2 separate regions of the Mus musculus genome follow, and region 2 is linked to region 1. Evidence: chromatin contacts called from public HiChIP or PLAC-seq data. All regions are on one chromosome and are shown on one strand. The core of a region is the stretch at or near the end of the contact, and the rest is flanking DNA. Distances in the headings are between cores, read along the strand shown.

Evidence for each region. HiChIP or PLAC-seq counts read pairs in DNA pulled down with a chosen protein or histone mark.
Region 2: a contact with region 1 is called in a CTCF HiChIP or PLAC-seq map of the NIH/3T3 cell line, with 7 read pairs. The contact joins two enhancer-like sites. A contact is called at or near these places in 1 of 15 datasets of contacts at CTCF or cohesin (the NIH/3T3 cell line), 1 of 484 Hi-C or Micro-C datasets (embryonic stem cells) and 2 of 115 datasets of contacts at active chromatin or transcription factors (embryonic fibroblasts and pancreatic cancer cells).

What each region holds. Positions count from the first base shown.
Region 1 is chr3:65,633,376-65,638,496 of GRCm38.p6, forward strand. No RefSeq gene overlaps it. Among named protein-coding and RNA genes, the nearest start is that of Mir8120, 23 kb to the right of the region's middle. Within about 2 kb of position 2,771, at least 59 of the 459 cell types and tissues checked have an H3K27ac peak or open chromatin away from gene starts, as enhancers often do. A contact at or near this core is called in the NIH/3T3 cell line, embryonic fibroblasts and pancreatic cancer cells, where this site is marked.
Region 2 is chr3:65,882,823-65,887,943 of GRCm38.p6, forward strand. No RefSeq gene overlaps it. Among named protein-coding and RNA genes, the nearest start is that of Gm35039, 43 kb to the right of the region's middle. Within about 2 kb of position 1,944, at least 56 of the 459 cell types and tissues checked have an H3K27ac peak or open chromatin away from gene starts, as enhancers often do. A contact at or near this core is called in the NIH/3T3 cell line, embryonic fibroblasts and pancreatic cancer cells, where this site is marked.

The DNA.
Region 1 (5,121 bases), core at 1,521-4,020:
GGGGGGTGTTATGGGAGACTTTTGGGGTAGCATTTTAAATGTAAATGAAGAAAATACCTCATAAAACAAACAAACAAACAAAACAAACGTTTTGTAGTCTCAAGTTTCCTAGTCTTAAATACAGTACACATACGATTTTGGTCCAGTGAACAATGATATGGAGAAGAGAAAGAGTCATTGCCAGCCAGGCAGTGGTGGTGTAGGCCTTTAATTCCAGCACTCAGGAGCCAGAGGCAGGCAGATTTCTGAGTTCGAGGCCAGCCTGGTCTACAAAGTGAGTTTCAGGACAGCCAGGGCTACACAGAGAAACCCTGTCTGGAAAGAACCAAAAAAAAAAAAAAAAAAAAAAAACCAGCCCAACAAACAAAAAAGAGCCATTGCCTTTACCGTGGCTCTGAGTCATTCCACGTCATCCATTATCAATGCTGTGGTTGAACAGATGGATTCCAGCACAACTGGCTTCCCTTTGGATCCAGTCATTCTTTGAAAAGAAGATTTTAAAGCATAAATCCTGATAGAACCTTTGAAACCATTTGGTGTTCCTGTGCATAGATTAAAGAACTGTAGACAATATTACCCACGGATTTTTTTTTCTTCAGCAAGCCACACTCCTTGTGCAAAGGAATGCAAACTATTTAGACCAGCACCATAGAAGAGAAATATAATGTAAACAAGCTCGAGGCACATTTATGATCTTAAGCTTCCAGATAGCCACACTGTAAAAAGCAAAAGGATAAAGTCAAGCTTAATATCTTTTATTTAGTTTGTTACACCCCAAATATTACCATGCTTGCTTATTCACAAGCAATAATCAAGGATTACTGAGCTGCGTGCATTTGGGTTGAGTTTTCAACATGATGTTTTGGAAATATGCTACGTATTTTTAAGACTGGGGATGCAGCTCAGTGGTGGAGTGTTTGCGTGCACCGAGTCCTGCATTTGATTCCTACTACTAGAAAAAGAAAATTCTACTGACTGTGTATTTTACATCAGTGCAGAAGACAGACCCCTGTCTCTTCCTGGTCAGTAGCTACCAGGGCTTATGGCTGCCTGTACTAGATGGTGCACCTTGGAGATGCAAAAGGTTAGAAGATGTGGGCGAGGCTAATGAACTTGGGAGGGAAGTAGGGACAAATACAACAGGTTTGGCACGCTGGAAATTCTTTGATGATCCAGGAAATGGTGATGTTACCAGGACATCAGCTCATGCTGCCAAAATGGCAGCTCTGCAGGTGATTTATTAAGATGCACAAATAACCCAACAGAATGATCCCACTTCAATAAACGTCTTTTTTACTTCTGCTTGCTTGTTTTTTTCTTTTTTTCTCTTTCTTGAAGCAGACTGACAATCCAGTGTAAGGAAAGCTGGGGTGTAGGGTGACACAAATTATGCCCAATGATTATAATCATCTTGCTCTCGTAACCACACCTAGAGCAAAGGATCTGGCAATTTTATGGTGTGGAACTGAAGCAGCCTCCGGCCCCTTGGGGGTAGACACACAAAATAGAGGTTTCTGAGGTGCATTCCTGTGTTTTACAGATGGACGAGGAGGAGGCTGCAGAGAGCCTGAGGGCAGAAACTGTCTGGACAGACCACGCTATCAAAGAGCATTGGAAAGGCTGCTCTGCATCCTGTCCAGTTTCACACACAGTTCCTGGATGTCTCTCTGGGACCCCCAAAGGGCTCTACCACTGGGCTACTGATTCTACTTCTAGCTTCAACCCGATTCTCTGGAGTCAGAATCAAGCATATCTTTAAAAAAAAAAGAAAGAAAGAAAGAAAGAAAGAAAGAAAGAAAGAAAAAAAAAGAAAGAAAAAAGAAAGAAAGAGAAAGAAAAATTCTTCCGTTGGGTGTGATGGTGCATATCTGTGATCCCAGCCCCCAGGAGATAGAGTCAGGAGAGCCTGGCCAAGCCAAGCCTGATGTCACATGAGATCCTTTCTCATCCCCCCCCCCCCCAAAAAAAAACCCTAAAAAACAAACAACAACAAAACCAATCCAACCACTACCAACACCACGACTAAATGTCTTGGCCACTTGTCAGGACCACTGTGATCTAGAAATGTGAGCATGTGAAGTCATAAGTTGAGATCTTGTTAAATGTTAAATATGGTAAAGTTAAAGAGACCTACTGGGATAGATGCTTTAAATTTTAAAGGAAAACAAAATATACAAAGTCTTCTACCACCTGATGAAAACAGAGATGCTGTTTATTTGAGAATCTCATGGTATATTAGTAAATTTTAAATCATGATAATATAAACTCGAGCTGTCCAGAGACTAGGATGAAATCCTACACGCTGGAGCACAAACAACTGGGTGAGTTTGTATGCTATCTGTGTCACTAAAGTGTCCCCACAACCATCACCTGCATGACTGCCACCTTCATTATCTCCACTACCAGCATGCCTGCCTTGCCATTAATCTGCTGTTGGGAAAACAGTCCATGAAAGTAACGTTTTCTGGGGGCATTTGCTCTGTACTCAGGTCTCTGTCTTCCCAGCAGGTTGTAGAGTCCTGGGGTGGTATAAAATTGGAAAATGCAACATTTGTAAACCAATGCACAATTTAAACAATTTCTTGCTCTTTTTCAAATGATGCAGCATTACTTGCTGAGCTAGAATAGAAGGATCTAGGAAAGCAATTAACTTAGGAGGGTGAAAAATGTGACCCAAGGACAATGACGATAGCTGAAAACCCACAGGGAGTAACTCGATAAAGACGCCTAGGACGTAATTCATAACAGAGGACGTCGGAGTGTGGAGGAGTGTTGGGAAAGGTGATGACTCATATTCCCTGCACAGTGTACAAGCTCAAAATAGTGAGGCTGTTCCTACAGGCAAATGGGAGCTGCAGCCCCCGGCTAGGGATGATCTTTCGCTTTGTGCTGTCTGAGTCTAATACTACTTTTCATGGCAGTTGTGTGTTGCCCGTGGTCACTTTACAAGCAGAAGGGGCATTCATCTATGTGTGTGATCTGGAGGAAGTTTTCTAATTCCCTGAGCTTGTGTCTGCAAAACAGAGATGATGTAGATGAAGTTAGAAGTGAGTAATTTATGAGGTGAGTTCTTTAGTATATATGAGGAGTGCAGATCTAACAACTCTAAATGCTTGTATCTTTATCCACCCTCTCGACTTCCCTAGCAAATACTCACAATTACTTTCTAAAGTGTAGGAATGAAGACACCAAGGCTCCTCAAGGTTTAAAAAAAAAATCACACAATTTGTAGAAAACTTTCTAGTGTACAACCAGACTTCTTTAATGTGTGAATTGTGTTTTCCAACAGCTTAACATCAATAGAAGTTGAAAGCTGTCAATACAAACTACAAACACACAGGAAACCCCACAAGTCTGGAGTAACTGGGCCATTTCAAGAATGTAGTCATAGAATTTTCAAGTAATACAGTAACCAGAAAAATGAGTAACAAGGGCTGTCCGTTTAGGCCCAGATTTAGTTAATAGATAAAAATGATTAGCATATCTAAGAAGGTCTCATCTTGCCCACACACTGAATAGATGTTTTATAAATAAAAGAAACCTCCAGTATTGAAAAACAAATTATTTTCTCTGCTGAGTAAACCTCCCTTTCAAACATTCTTTGTTCTTCATCTACTAACTAAGCCCTTCATGAATATACTTCAGCCCAGTCTCTGTACAAATGATTTTTTTCAAAGTAGAGATTTAAAATGTCCAAATTAAAAAAGGTTTATTGTAAAGGTTAAAGTTTATAGTCAGCTTGATTTATTTATATTTTAAGTCTTCAGCAAATAATGTTTTGAATAACTGTAAATTTCTAAATATTTTCCAAATTTTAGATATCCAACTTGACACAAAAGATCTATTCTGGTATTTACTAAGATCTGTGAAGCGTCTGCTATGTCCTTTGTAACTATGCAGAGTTCTTGAGAAATGCAGACCCTTTTAAATATTTACACAATTTAGAACAGAAAGTGGCAGGCAGCAAATAAAGTGTTCAGGCTCTAGGCTTTGACAGGCCTGGTGTGGAGTCGGCTCTCAGTTACAGACCGGCGGCTCCCATTTACTTGGATGGATCAGACACGGCTCGGCTTGAGTGTGGAATCTTTTAGCTATTGCTGTTAATCCATGGAAAATACTTTAGTGTAATGTGTTCTCTTTTAAAGTTAATGAATTATTGCAATAAAGAACAATGGGATTTATTCAATATGGTGGCCCTGAACCATGCCAAATATTTTGTGGTTTTCTGGGAACACAACAAGGTAGTTATTGGTATCGTAATAAATGAGGGGCTTAGCGTTTCCCAGCTGCTGAACACATGATCATTACTTGGGAGGACAAATAGCAGGATTTTCTGTCCCTAAAGTGTAGCCTGCTCTAGATCTCCCTGCATAACTAGAGTGGACAACTGGTGGAGGTAATAAAAACCTATATTTCATTTATTCTCTTGATCAAATGAAGCTCTATTTAGCTGATATCTGTCCAGAGTCAGATTTTCCACAGCATGAAAGCTCTGTTTCAGGACTTTAGCTCTGTTTTGGTGCCTGTCTTCCTTTATAGAAGCTAATAAGCAGCTGACATAAAATTTTTATTGGGTGGTATTTGGTTTTTACTGCAAGTTTATGGATATTACTAGATTTAATATTCAATAAACAAATTTTAATCACTTGCTTTATGCACAGCGAAAGGAAAATACCAGATGATGTTTTTTGAAAACTTACAGTCCAAATAGAAAGATTAAATAATGTGTTTATTGAGAACTTTATGAATAAAGTTGGAAGTACAGAAATTCTAGTCTTGGGGTTCAGTATTTTCCTCTGTCAGAGGTAATGTCAACAACCATATGGTCAGTTGGATATGGGTACTCACATGACATGTTCATTTCCCTGCAAAAATCCAGCCACACACAAATGCAGGTCTTTTGTTGTGTAATGTTTTGATTTTTTTCCCCCCAGAGGCATTAGGATTCCAATTTCTCCAAATTTTTCTAATTTTTAAAATATTGCTAGCTAATCTGAGGCTTACTAAGAACCAATGAAGTATATTGGTGAGCACTGTCATTTTACAGATATGGACTGCCCCAATCCGGATCTGTCACCCAGGACTTTAAGGCTTCTGGATTTAACTTTACCTTTTCTCAGC
Region 2 (5,121 bases), core at 694-3,193, 250 kb after region 1:
AAGGAGCCTTGCAGCAAAATGAGTGGATAGCTGCCAGTGTGTTACCAGCTGGTCTACCCTGTAGTTAGAAACAACTTTTTATAATACAGAAAATCGCAACGGATCTTCCAGAAGGAAACTACCCACAGGTCTCTGGAAGTTAGAGTCTTTGATTTTATAACATTATGAAGACCATCTGAGCTGGCTAATGTATGTCTACTTGACACAAGCTAGAGTCATCAGAGAAGAGGAAAACCTCAACTAAGAAAAAAATAGGCTGTAGGCAAGCCTATAAGGCATTTTCTTAAGTAGTGATGGGTGGTGTGTGTCTAGACCATTGTGGGTGGGGCCATCCCAAGGGCTGGTGGTCCTGATTTCTATAAGAAAGCAGGCTGAGTAAGCCATGAGGAGCAAGTTAGTAAACAGCACCTCTCCATGACCCCTGCGTCAGCTCCTACCTCCAGGTTTCTCCCTTGTTGGAGTTCCTGTCCTCACTGCTTTTGATGATGAATTGTTATACCAAACCATAGTGAAACAAACACTTTCCTCCTAAGTTGATTTTGATAATGGTGTCTCATCATAGCAATAGTAACCCTAACTAAGACACATCCAAATCTCTCCTTGAGATTTTCACCACCACTGGTCTCAGGGTATGTGTCCTGATCATCTATTTCTTGGATAATTATTTACTATGTTCTAAAGGTATGCAAACCAACATATGCAAATGTATTGATGTTAACACTGGGTAGCCAGAACTAGTGCTCATTCCAAACTATGAGAAAGATCCTGCTGGGTGGTGGTGGCGCACGCCTTTAATCCCAGCACTTGGGAGGCAGAGGCAGGTGGATTTCTGAGTTCGAGGCCAGCCTGGTCTACAGAGTGAGTTCCAGGACAGCCAGGGCTACACAGATAATCCCTGTCCCCGGAAAAAAAAGAAAGAGAGAGAGAGAGAGAGAGAGAGAGAGAGAGAGAGAGAGAGAGAGAGAGAGTCCCACAGAGACAGGAAAAGGCACAAGTATACATTGGCCTTGCTCTATCCTGGATCTTTCTTTTTTCTCCAGAAGATTTATTTTTATATAACATGTCTATCTGTCTGTCTGTCTGTCTGTCTGTCTGTCTGCTTATAAAAGCCAGAAGAGATTGTCTGATAGTCTGAAGCAGAAGTTGCATGTGGTTGTTAGCTCCCTGACATGGGTGCTGGGAACAAAACTCAGGTCATCTGGAATTGCAGAAAGCACCAAGACATTTCTACCCCTGTACTGTGCTTTCGTAGTCATGGGCTCTCGTTTTATTTATGTAATTTGGAGGACACTATTTCGAAAAGTCAAGGAAATGAACATTCCAGGAGACAAAGTAACCTGACTAAAGTCACCCAGCTAATAATCAGTGAACCAAGGATTTGAACTGACTCCCGGGCATACAGAACACAGTGTGTAGCCCGCAGAACCCAAGCAGATATAAGGTACACACAATCTTAGTCGACAGCAAAATTCTTGACAAATATTTCTTTTTACTACTTTAACATTACAGATTGGGTGAGTTCCAATTCACACAAGTTCAGAATTTTAAGTCATTTAAGTACATCAGAATTCACGGGATTCCAGAAGCAAAACTGGCTCTGAGATGCCCCAGAGCACCACAGGCAATGGTGACTCCATGCGCAATTTCCTATTTCAGCACTTGGCCCAGGTACCTCACACAGGACTGAAGATGAGAAGGAGATACCTAGGCAAATCTGCCTAATTTCCCTGAACTCTGTGTAGTCCAAGTACCGCAGCTTGACACATCCATATGGCTTTGCTTTCTTGGGCAATTGCAGCCTTGGCAGAGAATGAGAACACCCGCCCTTGACAGGAACTGTATGTGAATGAAAGGCTTCAGGTGCTGGGCTGGCTCCCGACTCCTCTGCAAAAGGAAGTGCCTCCCACTTGGCTTGGTGCAGCGATGGTACAGGTGAGTCACCACATTGCCAGCCAGGCAAGTATTTTAAGAAACATGAAGTGTAAGCAGGAACCAGCAGAGAAGGACGAGGACTGAAGTGTCGCCATTAGCTCCGAGGGTGTCTTGTTGTCATGGTGCTAGGAAAATCACTTCCACTTAGAGTTCCACTCACCAGCTGTTTTGCTGGAACTTTTTTGCACGGGAGGCTGGTAGCCACCCCAGCACAGGCGTGGGCCACGGGTGTGCACACATGAACACCTGTAGCAGACACCCACTCCAGAGGCCTTACATTGCTTGTCTGACGCATGCCCCTACCTCGTGTGACATAATCGGAAGCTTTGGAGTAGAGTCAGCAACAAGAAGAACCACCTCAACCTCTGTTTCCCCTCTGGCATACCACCGTTGCCCATCCTTTGAAACACTATTTCAAGGCTCAGGCCTTCGACCAAAGGTTTGCAGCCTTCCCAATGCTGTGACTCTTTAATACAGTTCCTCATCGTGTGGTGATGCCCCAACCACCAAATTATTATCGTTGCTACTTCGTAACTGTAGTTTTGCTACTGTTTTGAATCATAACGTTAATATCTGATATGCAGGTGGTCCTAAGGTGACCCCTGTGAAAACGGTTTGATCCCCCCAAAGGGGTTTTGACCCACAGGTTGAGAACCACACACTGCCTTAGACCATTATGGGGGTAGATTACTTCAGGTTCAGCCAGAAGCAGGGGTTGAGGGTGGGATGAGGAAAATCTCCCCCAAAAAGTAACACTGGGACTCCTTGCCAGCCTGCATTCCATAGCGTGCTGCTAGGAAGATGACTCCCCACAGCCTTTCTTGGTATCCACAACTGCACTGCACTGAAGGGAAGGGCAGATGCTGACTGCTGCCCAGAGGCGGCTTCTGTGGGACTGTTCCTTTCTTGGATACCATCAAAACCCCAACCAACAAACAAACAAAAAAGTCTGAATGAGTGTTTAGGAATGATTGACCAGTGTGAGCAATTAGGCCTCCTCTTCCTGGATGTTTATAGCCTGAGACATGAGACAGCTCACCCTCAGAGACCTCCTCCTAAAACTAGCTTACCCCTCCCCTGTGCAGTACCTAGCAAACACAGTGAGGTTTCATGTTGCAGCTGTTAGAGAACCTCACCTGCTCCCAGTTTCATTATATCTGTCCTTTCTTCACTTTCTTGTGATCCAAACAGCGTTGCAGAATTCAAACTGCACACTTCATGGTGGTAATACATGTGCTGAAAAATCCACAGTCCCTAATTCAAATCCCAGGGGTGAGTTAGGCATGGCAGAATTGGGGGAATCTGATAAAAAGTCAAAGAATGTGCATACCTCTGGCTACATGACACCCTATAGCATCTGCAGCCACATCCTGTGTTCATTTCTCTAAATGTCTCTGTTGCAGAAATAGAATGTAGGGAGCCTATGTCAATTCAAGAATGACCTTTGTATCAAGTGTGCTCATTTCAGGACATATTTTGCTTCCACATAAGTTATAAGTGCATTTTTTTTCTTTTTGGTACTCAGATCTCTTGGGGTTTTGAAACTGTAAAGTTGCTTCCTCTTCATCATAGAGATGAACAGCCTGGGAGGGAGGTTTGCCACATTGGTTAATCTATAGGAGAGATGAGGCTGAGCTCCTAACCCCCAGTGAGGCTCCGGAATCCATGGACACATGGAGTGGTGGCTAGTCTTGGTTGTCAATGTGACTATATCTGAATTGAGCTACAATCCAGAAATGGAGGGCATGCCCGTAAAAATTTGTCTGCTTTGTTTGAAGTGGGTGAATCTATTTCTAATCTGGACCTTTGAGGCAGGAAGCCACACCTTTGATCTGGATCCTGAACCTGGAAGACACCAGTCTTTTACTTGGATCTTGAGATGGGAAGACATACCTTTAACATGGCCCATACCTTCTGCTGGAAGTCTACCCAAGAACATAGAAAAAGGAGCTCTTGCTTTTTAACATTCTTTTTTTTTTAAAAAAAGATTTATTTAGCCGGGTGTGGTGGCGCACGCCTTTAATCCCAGCACTCAGGAGGCAGAGGCAGGCGAATTTCTGAGTTCGAGGCCAGCCTGGTCTACAAAGTGAGTTCCAGGACAGCCAGGGCTCCACAGAGAAACCCTGTCTCGAAAAACCAAAAAAAAAAAAAAAAAAAAAAGATTTATTTATTTTATGTATATGGGTACACTGTAGTGTACAAATGGTTGTGAGCCTTCATGTGGTTGTTGAGAATTGAACTTTAGGACCTCTACTCGCTCCAGTCAGTCCCACTCGCTCCAACCCAAAGATTTATTTATTATTATAAATAAACACACTGTAGCTTTCTTCAGACACACCAGGAGAGGGCATCAGATCTCATTACGGATGGTTGTGAGCTACCATGTGGTTGCTTGGATTTGAACTCAGGACCTTTGGAAGAGCAATCAGGGCTCTTAACCGCTGAGCCATCTCGTCAGCCCCAAGCTTTTGCTTTTTACGTGCATGCCCTTGTCTTGCTGACACATCCATTCCTTCACTGGCACTGGAGCCTATTTCTTAAGGGGAGCAGCTTTGTGGGTCCAAGCAACCTCTAGACTCTTAAGCTTTACAGTCACAGCTAGCCATTGTTAAATTAGCTGGACCACAGCCTGCAAGTCTTTCCAATAGATTTATTCCATAAGTTCTGTGGCTCTAGAGAACACTAACCAATGCACATGCTTCTGGTGGGATGTGTCTCTGCTGCCTGCCTCAGTGGGCCTGGCATACCAGTAGAATGAAGATCACATCAAACTTACAGCCCTCCAGTGAGGATCTAACATGTTATAGATGATTTCTGCTATAGACTCCATTGAGCCCTACCAAATCCACACATAGAAATCCTAGTCTCAGTATCTCAAGATATATAACCTTATGCAAAAATACAGTCACTGCAGACATGAGTCAAGATAAGGTCATTGGAACAGATTCTAATTCAGTAGGGGTGGTGTCCTTAACAAGAGACTTTGGGTGTAGAAAAAGATGCACAACACTGGGGTGATGATGGGACATGCCTTTAATCCTAACACTTGAGAGGCAGTGTCAAGGCCAGCCTGGTCTACAGAGCAAGTTCCAGGGCAGCCAACGCTACAGAGAATCCCAGCTTAAAAAACAAAAACAAAACGAAAGTTACATGTGTGCGAAAGGAGAGATTAAAAACTAAAACAATGCT